Linked DNA regions of Rattus norvegicus: region 1 is linked to region 2. A link is a contact called in public Hi-C data. All regions are on one chromosome and are shown on one strand. The core of a region is the stretch at or near the end of the contact, and the rest is flanking DNA. Distances in the headings are between cores, read along the strand shown.

Region 1 (5,197 bases), core at 1,175-3,674, 42 kb before region 2:
TTTTATGTGAGTTCAATAATTATCTACAGAATATGTGGATTTAGAACCATCATTCATGGACAGGCTTTGTTAAAATGAACTCACGTGTCTATCAATCCTGTTTCTTCTGAGAAACGTAACAATGCTTACTAGCTGCCTTCCCCTTTTTGTGTCACAGGAAACCACAGTATGTGGCACTATTCAGTAATAACAAGTCAAACAGTGGAAATCACAACTTTGGCTTACTCACTTTCTTTCAGCTATATATTACTATTTCCTAATTTTAAAATGTCCAAAGTCATAAGCTTTACTATAAAAGCCAACTATTTTTAGCTAATGCTAACATGACATTATTTTATCAAGCCAGTTAATATACAGCTAATAAAAACTACAAAACATAAAGTGTCTCGATCAACTCAATAAACCTACCCCAAGAGGTAAACACCTACTCTACCCTCACTTTGCTGAAATTAGTGCCCCAAAGCTGATATAAACTGTTAGTCTCAGATGCAGAAATATCAAAGGAAGTAGGCTGCATGCTAGTAACAAGCTAGGCTCCTCTAAAATTCTTACAGAAATAGGAGGACAAATGAGTGGTTAACCCCAAACCCTCCCATACTCAATTTCCCTAACCATGGTTTTTACCATGGCATTACTTAACACCGCACATCAAGACATCATGTTGACTTCAAGTAAGGCAGAGAAAAACATACACATACTACTACGACATTACTAACATTCCCTATACAGAGACTGAAGTTCTGTATAATCAATTCAATGAAGCTTAACTATGTACAGACATACTATATTTTATCTCATTTAATCTTCACAGCTTTACCTTTTTTTCTTTTTTTCTTTTTTTTTTTTTTACTTATTGTGTGTGTATGACTTGGGAGGTAAGACATATACCACAAGATTCATGTAGAGAGCAGAGAACAGTTTTATGGAGTCAGTTCACCCCTTCCACATTTGTGTGGGTTCTGGAAATCTAATCCAGATCATTAGGACTGCACAGCAATCTCTACTACTCACCAAACGATCCCACTAGCCCTTCCCATAGTCACTGAAGACTGGAGGGTTAAGTCTAGTCTGATCCCCAAATTTGAAACTCTTTGGAAACAGTTTTTCAATACACTTTACATTTTCCTCACTATCCACATTAACAAACAAACAAACAAAAACTGTGCCTGAAATTGACTCTTTCACCATAAATTACAAAAAAAAAAAAAAAAAAAAAAAAAAGATTAATGAATCCCTGTGGCCCTCTACACTCAACTCCTATTTAACTACCACAGTCCAGCTGCATTCCTCTGTAATGGAGTTATCTTTTTGACTCATTGAAAACTGTCTTTAAACAAAGCTTGATGGTCCCGTAATTCCAGAACTGGGTAAGCTGAAGCAAAAGAATGACAAGTTTGAAGTCAGTCTGGGCTACACCTAGGGACCCTGTCTCAAATAAATAAATAATGACCCTGTGGCCAATTAAAGTCTGAAAAGCTCTTCCCTAAATCTTTAAATTGCCTGTCTCTACTGGCTCTTGGGAGGCACGGCCACTTTACTGTATTGTATCAGAAAGTGCAGCTGTCTTCTCGGCACTGCTGAAAGGAACGCAGTTTCCACTGGAACTGCTGCATCACTGGGAGCAAGCAGTACCACCCAGGCAGGTTTGGGACCAGACATCTGCCCCTAGCAGCTGCCCACGGTGCTGAAACTGAGGATAAAACGGGAGTTAAAGGAAATTAACTACTGCCAGATTAGAAAAAAAAATAGGGCAAATGGCCGTAACCAAGCAGAGAATATGCAGCAAAGGCTACCAAAGTTGTTTCCCTTTTAGGGGCAGATCAACTCAATAAGCGTCCTTGCAAAAGTTCGGACTTCCAAGATTGGGTGGAGAGAGAAAAAAAAAAAAAAAAAAAAAAAAGCAGTTGTGTGGCCCTAGCAAGGTCACGTCTAAGCCTGCAGGCTTAGCTTTTACGGAAGGGGAGTGGATGAGAAAGGAAGGAAGCGAGCGATGAGATTTTTTTTTCTTCTTCTTCTTTTTTAAAGAAAAAACAGTCCCGAGAGTATTTTCGCTGAGGACTCAGAGGAAAGTCCTGGAACCAAGAGAAGTCTTCCAAGTATCTTTCCAGGTCACGGGCACCTTTGGAAGAGACCGTGGAAGCAAAATCTACAGCCGGTCCACAACTTCAGACCTACGAGCCCACAGGATGGGGTGCTAAGGACTCGTCTCCGACACGGGCCTATACTGTCACAGCACAAAGCCGAGGAGCCCCACGATCTCCACCGCCGGCCACCGCACCCAGGCCGGAGTGGGTGTGTTCTCCCCGCCAGGCCCGACAACCCCCGCCTACCGCTGCGGAGCCACACTCTTACCTGAAGTCCGGCCCCCGGAACCTAGGGTCACGGCCACCCAAGAGAAGTCGCTACCCGGACTTCATGACTGAGTATCCGCACTGAGCCCCTACCCAAGCAAGTCGGTGAAGGGACCACAACAGCGGGCGAGCGGAAGTCCCGCCTCCCACGCCTCATTGGCCCACACTCGGAGGTAAAGAGACGCTATTGGGCTGTGACGTTGCCCGTCACAGCCCCGCCCCTTTCGCAAAGTCGCGCTGCCTGCCTCCGCTGTGTCGGGAGAACTGCCCAGTTTTTGATTGTCGTTCTGAACCGCGTGATCCATCATCCCTATTAGGAACGAGAAGATGAAGGAGGGATCGCTTTTGGAAACCCTGGGTGCGGTGGAGAAGCCACCCAGGACTGTTCCAGCCTGGTCGGCAGATGATTGGCTTGCAGAGCGAGACCCTAGTGGAGGCTGTGTGTCTGAGTGGCCCGTACCGATTCGAGGCCGAAGAGCGGCCAAATGTCCTGCGCTCCTCTGGCGAGCCGGGCTCTGAAGGCGGGGAACGCCGGGCGACGCCTTGCACTGGAATCCAGGTCGGGTTAGAGCTAGCCGCTGGAGGTTTAGGCACGAACCACGAGGCCTGGCAGGGAGCCGGGCTGATCAGCTCACTGCTTGACTAGCCAAAGTCCAACCACGCGATTCAGTCCTCAGAACAGACATTCAAAAACCTTGTCACCTTTTGAAGAGCCAAAATCCCATCCCTAGTGTTCCCCTCATACTTTTTCTCCCCCTAATCTGAAAAGGCAGAATGCTTGAATTTAAATGACCTATTGGGCCATTGACATTATCAGCTCCTAAACTACTGCTGTTTGTTTTTAATGCGGTTTGATGCAAAGATTCTGACATGCCCTACTGGTCCTACTGTAGCTTGAAATAATAAGGCATCTTTGAGGCCCATAATACTGACATCAAATATTTAATTAAAATGTTTGGGTTTGGGGTTGGGTTATAACAGGGATATGAGTAGTTTATAGCCTCGTTTGCTTCAGGAGCCCTAAGTAGGTGGGGAACAGGAATAGAAAGATTTCCTGTTCTCTTTTTCCGTGTGCCTTTTTAACTAGAACCTATACCACACAAGCAATTTTAAAAAGCCAATGTAAGGGGTTGAAGATTGAGTTCACAGGCAGAGCTCTTGACTAGCAAGCACTAACTCTGGGTTATAAAAAGGCAAGAAACAAAGAATCAAGTTTGAAAAATAAAGACCATCAAGAACATTTTCAGCTGTGTAGCCCACAATTCTATAGTTGGTGTATTCTTTTCATTTATTGGGAAGAAGACATTCACAACTTCGTAATTCTGCTTTGACGAAAGTCATAAAGGTCAAGATTAGGAAAATGAGGGTAACTACTGCACATACACTTGCAAAGGGGATACCTTCTGGTGCATTTTTAACTAAATTCTCTCAAAATTATTTTTATATTAAATCAGATTTCTTCCATGATATAAAAAAGTTTTTTTTAAAAAGACAAAAAAAAATAAAGACTTTTAAGAAAAGAACATTTTGCTTCTGTATTCAGTCTGCTCTGTAGACCATGGTAAATATATAGTTCTCTTAGAAATAAGTAAGCTAATGTATTTGTGTTTCACTTGGGCAGATTAATTTATATATATATGTGTGTGTGTGTGTGTGTGTGTGTGTATGTGTATATATGTATATATACATATATATTTATGTAATTATGTGTGTGTAGATATATATACACATACACACACACACACACACACACACACACACTCCCCCTTGTATTGAATGAAGGTAAATTAGAAGACAGAATGGAAAATAATATTTTCAATTGTGGTTTTTCAAGAATATGAAAAGTTTAATAGAGTACGTGATGATTTAAAAAAACACACACACACTAATTATTCCCTCCTAAAAACAAATCATCTGGATGTGATGGGGCAGGCCTAAAATCCCAGCACTCAGGAGGATCTGAAGTTACAGGGTCTCTTTAGCTTTATAGTAACTTCAAAGCCAGTCCAGGAAACATAAGACTGTCTTTATTTACTGTGACAATATGCCATAACCAAGGCAACTTATAAAAGAAAGTGTTTAATTGGGCTTTCTGTTTCGAGGGTGTATTAACCAGGGTTCTCTAACAGAACTTAGAGAATGAATATATATGAATATATTAATACGTGTGGGATTTATTAAATGATGTAAATAAAGGCTGTTGTCTAGCTAATCCAATAATGGCTGGCTATGAATAAAAAGTCCAAGAATCCAGTAGTGTCACCTGGACTTCAGTACACTGGAATCCCTAAGTGGGCTCAAGTGCTAGTGTAGGAACGGACTCACTAGCAAGGTGACATCAAGCAAGCAGAGACAGCAAACTTCCTTCTTCCCTGGTCTATAGGCTTCCAGCAGAAGGTGTGGGCCAGATCGGTCTTCCCACCTCCAGAGATGTGGATTAGAGACGTCTTCCCAACTAAAAGATCTGGCTCAGAGGCTTGTTTTCCTACCTCAGAGTTCTAGATTAGAAGTGAATCTTCAAACTTCAAATTAAGCAAAAGTCCTTCACAAGTGTGCCCTCCATTTGGGGGGGTTTAGTTAACTCCAAATGTGGTCAAGTTGAGAACCAAGAATAGCCATAAAATAACCCTTTTATTTTCATTTCATATTTATATTTAATTTTACTTTGAGACATGATCTCTGTGTGTTTTGAATCAGAACAGCTCTCATATGCTTGGCATGGAGAGGGGCTCTGAGAGAAGGAGAGTCTGGGAGCTCTGAGATGGTTTTCCAGGCTGCTCTCTCTCTGTGTCTGTGTCAGTGTGTGTGTGTGTGTGTGTGTGTGTGTGTGTGTGTGTGTGTGTGTG
Region 2 (5,204 bases), core at 2,413-4,912:
AATTCCTGACTCCATTTATATAATTTTAATGTTCTCTGAGCATTTGTTATTTGTGTATTCTTTATATTTTTGAGGAATGTTTAAGTACCAAAAACTGAGGTTACACTGACTATGATTTCTCTAATTCTATTCCTCTAATACTCAGAAAATACTTTTAAAGCAAACCAGATTATATATTTCTTTTCTTTTTTTAACAGTGTCTTGCTATGTACCCCCGGCTGGGCTCAAGCTTTTTATTCGCGGTGTTAGGATTACAGGAGTGCACCACCACATCCAGTACCTTTCTCAAACAGCTTCTCTCTATGTCTTTACATGATTTCCATACTATATTCAAGCACTGTAGGGCCACAGAGATCAACTCCTTACAATCTCTAAGTTCTGTCTAAGGACAGCGATGGGGGTCTAGGTTTTATTTATTTATTTATTTATTTATTTATTTATTTAATGTGTGTGGTACTTTGCTTTCATGTATATCTGTGCATTATATTGTGTCAGAGGCCCCTGGAGGCCAGAATAATGTGTCAAATCATCTGGATTTACAGATGGTTTTGAACTGCCATGTGGGTGCTGGGACCCATAACTCAAACCTGGGTCCCCTGTAAGACCAGCTAGTGCCCTGAACCACCAAGCCCTCTCCAGCCCCAAGGTTTGTTGGTTTGTTTTCGTTTAATTGTTGGCTTGCTTAGAGACAGTGTCATTAAGTTCAGTTCTAACTTTTGAGCTCACTGGAGGGATTTAATGGCCTGGATATATAGAATGCATTACGAGTGCTTTTATTTAACCAAGACCCACCTTAATCTTCATTATTTAGAACAAACTTTATATATTTTTGACTAGTTAATATATTCCCTTGGTTCTCAATTCGAAAGATACAAAAGGATATTGTGAATCCCAGTGTTCAAAAATAAGACCACTATCACGATTTAAAGCCAAATTTGAAGCAAGCTTTATTTAGTTAAATACTGGGCAGGAGGTTAGATCTCTGGCCACGTCCATCTCTGTGTCCCCAGAAAATGGCCACGGATCACACTTTGCAGAGACTTAAAAAGGCAACTCTGCAAGGCCACCATATTTCCCATCAGGTCCAATGAGGGGCAAGCATCAGTCCCGATGTATCTTTGTACCTCCCACCCGCATCCAATCAGAGACAAGAGTCCCTCCTGCTGAATTTCCTGCCCACACACCTCCACCCTCATGTGATCAGGCACATCTGGTGCAGGTGCAAGTGGGTCAAACAAGCTTGTTTAGGGAAGTGAAAACATAAATAGCCTCCAGCATGTAACTCAGTTCTCACAACACATGGCTCCCAGTTCCCTCCCGAAAGCCAGTCTATATTCACAGCTACACAGAGAGAAACATTTCCTAAGTACCGCCAACCATCCATCCATCCAAGAGCTGCAAGCTCTGCACCGAACTCTAATCTTTTTCATGGGGTTCAAGCAAGGAGTAGACTTTAGTGGCAAAAATGGTTTATCTGAGAGAACCGAGACAGAGCACGGCCATCAACCGTGATGCTGATCAACTCAGGGTTTCATTAGAAACTCACACTTTATGGAAGTTTACAGGTTTTACTCTTCTTCATTCTGTCCACTGGAGTCACATCTAGAGTTTGTTATCACAAATGTTAAGAAAGGAAATGGTGTCTTTAATCTGAAGAAAAAGAATTACTTAACTGTTGCTTCCTATTTCGATTAGATGGTTAAACAGGCTATTTCTAAAACCCACAGTGTTTACTATATGTATGTGGTAGCGTCTGAAAATGAACGTATGATAATAAAAACTCTCCACTGAAAAAAGATCCCAAGCCCTAAAGAATGCAGACATGCATTTGCTCTATGCCGGGTGGGTAACCAGAGGCTGCTTTGCAAACACATTGTGGCTTTAGTGCATCAAATACAAATATGAGGAACATCCTTGTTCTGCAACATTTAATTAGGCTGCTGTGTGCAAGTTAGCTCTGTCTTCTGAGAATCTAGGAAAGCCATTTAACTTACTTTAGCAAAAGTTAGAAATGTGACAAAAGTCAGAAACTCTTGTTGAATTCCAAAGCTTAATAAATAAGTAGTTTTCCTTTTAAAACATATCCAAATAGAGAGGCAGAGGAAGGTGGCTCTCTATAAGTTCAAGGACAGCTGGTTTACAGAGCAAATTCCTGGATAGCCAGAACTACACAAAGAAACCCTGCCTTGATGAAGAAAACAAACAAACAAACAAACTAAAAAAAAAGAAAGAAAGAAAGAAAACCACACAACAACAAAAGGAAATGTACATGTAGATATATATCATGAAGTAAAACCAAGGTAGCTGCTCCCCAGTATTCTTTGTTTTTTCTCTTTCTACAATACTGTCCTTAGTTACAAGCAGCAGAAACAAACTACAGAAAATTAAAACAGAAAGAAACCTATTCAAAGCCTATTGGGTAGTTGTCAATCATGTGAGGAAGACTAGAAAGTCAGGATCTGCAGTTACATAACTGGAAATGGCACCTAAATCTGGTCATAGAACAAGTTCTGAGAGGCCACCCTCTGGCTTTGAACATTTTTTAAAATTTTTTAATATTTATTTTTGTTTTTATTTACGTGTATGTGTGTGGAAATGCCCTGAAGAAAATGAAAAGGGCACTAGATCCCCTGTGCTGCAGGTCTAGATGGTTGTAAGCTGCCATGTGGGTGCTGGGAACTGCACTCAGGCTCTCTGCAAAAGTAGCAAGTGCTCTTAACAGTTGTGCATGTGCACAGCCATCACTTACACCACAGAGCAGCCACCGAACAGGCTGGCAGCCTGTCAGCAGGCCAGGGTGCTTCCGAACCACCATTACTTGGATAATCACAAGGTCCGCCGTTACTTTTTGGTTTCTAATGTTTTTTTTAACAAAATGAAATACAATAATAAAACAAAACCACCATACCAAAATTAGACAAAACAGACCCATAGTAAAATAAAAGAAAGAGCTTCAGGAGAAGGCACAAGAATCAGAGACACACTGTTTTTCACATTCAGAAGTCCCATAAAAGTACTAAACTGAAAACTATAATGAATATGCAGAGGAACTGGGACAGGCCTGTGTAGGCCCTGTGGTTGCTGCTTCAGTCTCTGAGTTCAGATGAACTCTGTTCAGGTGGCTTAGAGAGCCTTGCTCTGCTGGCATCCTCTGTCTCCACCATTCCCTCTAGCTCCTCTTTTGTGGGATTCTTTGAACTCTCAGGGAAGGGATTTGACAGTAATGTCTCATTTAAAGCTATGTGTTTTAAGCTCTCTCTCTCTCTCTCTCTCTCTCTCTCTCTCTCTCTCTCTCTGTGTGTGTGTGTGTGTGTGTGTGTGTGTGTGTGTGTGTGTGTGTGTGTGATAATTTCTAGCTGTAGATCTCTGTATTTTTTTTTCCTGTCTGCTGCAAGAGACAGCATCTCTGAGCTGGTTGAATACCCATGAATGTAACAGAATGTCCTTAGGAGTCACTTTAGTGTTACTGTTTTTTAAGACTAGTAGTATCTGGTTTTACCCTAGATTTCTGGGTTATCTAGACTCTGGTTCTTGGTTACCCTAGCAATGTACGCATATGTTCTAACTGGTAGAATGGCAAGTCAGATCAGACATTGGTTGGTTGCTCCCAGTGTTTGTTGCTATGACTTGGCGTGTTTTGAAGGTGGACAGAGTGCAGATCCATGGTTTTGTGTTTGAACTGGTGTTTACTCTTCTCTTCTGGTAGCAGAGTACATTTCTGTGTCCTAGACACAGGGCCAGAACGAAATTACGGAAATAATTGGGTTGACCACATTCCAAGTACATCTTTTTCTGGACAGTTGCTGTCCACAAAGGGAAGTTTGTTTGATTTCTCAAGTGGACCAGTCCATTAATGAAACCAGACATCGCTTCCTGCTTTGTTCACTCCAGGTCAGACCGAGAAGGTTCCTGCTTCTTTGGTTTCTGCAAAGTTTGTGAGGCAGAATGATAGCAGAATTCAGATCCACATCAACCTCCATTTGTGTTGCCTGCTTTTAATAAAAAATATTCTGCATCTCATTGCTAATGTGCACGTATTATTTCTAGTGTGTTTACATCTACTTTCTGAAGACAAAGAAAGGAACTGTGATCCTGAAATAGAATACATTTGTTTGGACTGAAAAATTAAACCTTTGAGTTTGTGGTCCACCATAGCATACTGGTTTGTTTGTGGGTTTTTTTCCCAAGGGGGAAAAAATGGAATCTTCGGTTGTTGTTTTGTTGTTAGAGATTTCTTATTTGTGTATTTATTTACTTGTTTGATTGTTTGCAAACCTGGATGTCAGTGATTGATCCCAGAGCCTCTTCTATACCGAGCAACCAAGCTCTTTATTGCGAAGTTCCACCCCAAGTGAATTATCTGGGTTTTTTTTTAGTTTCCATAAAAGAGAAAAATAAATCATGTTTGGAAACATACAGGATTAGATCTTGTCAGAGGTGCTCATTGGTTTGGGTGTTTGTTGTTTGGGGAAATTGAAAGACCAGCTGCTGTCCAGTGTGTAGTCCACTGTCTCTTGTAAGAAGAGGTCGTGTGCATCATACTTTTAAAAAACATTTTACTGATTCTTTATGGATCTCACATCATGCACCCCAGTCCCATTCATCTCCCCTCTCATATTCATCCTCCACCCTTGCAACCTCTCCCTCAAAAGTAAACAAAAAATAAAGATAACAAAACAAACAAAAAACATCTGCAGTGTGTCACAATGTGTCCAAACATCTTTACTTGCAAATGTTCACTGCAGTGGGTCATTGATCTGTTTGGAAGCCTCTGACTTCCCCTTCACCGTCAATACTGGATCCTCATTGGGACTCCACTGGGATATCCTGTTGTTGCCCTGTGTCATGGAGATGCTGCAGTTTTGGATTTGCTGGGCTGACCCCTTCATGTGCTCCAACAGTTCACAGATGGGGTAGAGGTTGGGGTGGGCCAATTCGGAGCCCTGGATCTGGACCTAAGCGGTAGCTGAGCTGGTCAATCTGCCAGCTCTCATGCACCCACACCATCAGGGCAAGCCTTCTAGCACTGCCTCTGCTAGTTCACCCAAGCGTCACAGCCAGCAAGGGGTGGGGCCAGCTCTCATGCTCTCAAGTCCTCGAGACCTCTTGTCTGCTGCAGGTGGTGAGGGAGGAGAAGAGCATTTCTCCCACGCTCTGTTCCCCTGAATGCTGCAGCCAGCTAGAGGAGGGGCCAGCTTTCCTGT

Evidence for each region. A called contact is a pair of places that touch in the nucleus more often than the background predicts.
Region 1: a contact with region 2 is called in a Hi-C map of liver, with 2.4 times the contacts expected there. The contact joins the promoter of Rnf13 here to the enhancer-like site in region 2. A contact is called at or near these places in 4 of 12 Hi-C or Micro-C datasets (frontal cortex, kidney and liver).

The regions. Positions count from the first base shown.
Region 1 is chr2:144,075,198-144,080,394 of GRCr8, reverse strand. Rnf13 (ring finger protein 13) reads right to left here and starts at 2,424. Exons shown (of 10, transcript NM_001109444.2): 1 at 2,353-2,424. All of the region lies in intron 1 of Rpl12-ps2 (ribosomal protein L12, pseudogene 2), which reads left to right.
Region 2 is chr2:144,034,874-144,040,077 of GRCr8, reverse strand. The region is part of intron 1 of Rpl12-ps2 (ribosomal protein L12, pseudogene 2); the gene reads left to right. All of the region lies in intron 2 of Ankub1 (ankyrin repeat and ubiquitin domain containing 1), which reads left to right. Among named protein-coding and RNA genes, the nearest start is that of Ankub1, 7.2 kb to the left of the region's middle. Within about 2 kb of position 3,662, at least 6 of the 93 cell types and tissues checked have an H3K27ac peak or open chromatin away from gene starts, as enhancers often do. A contact at or near this core is called in liver, where this site is marked.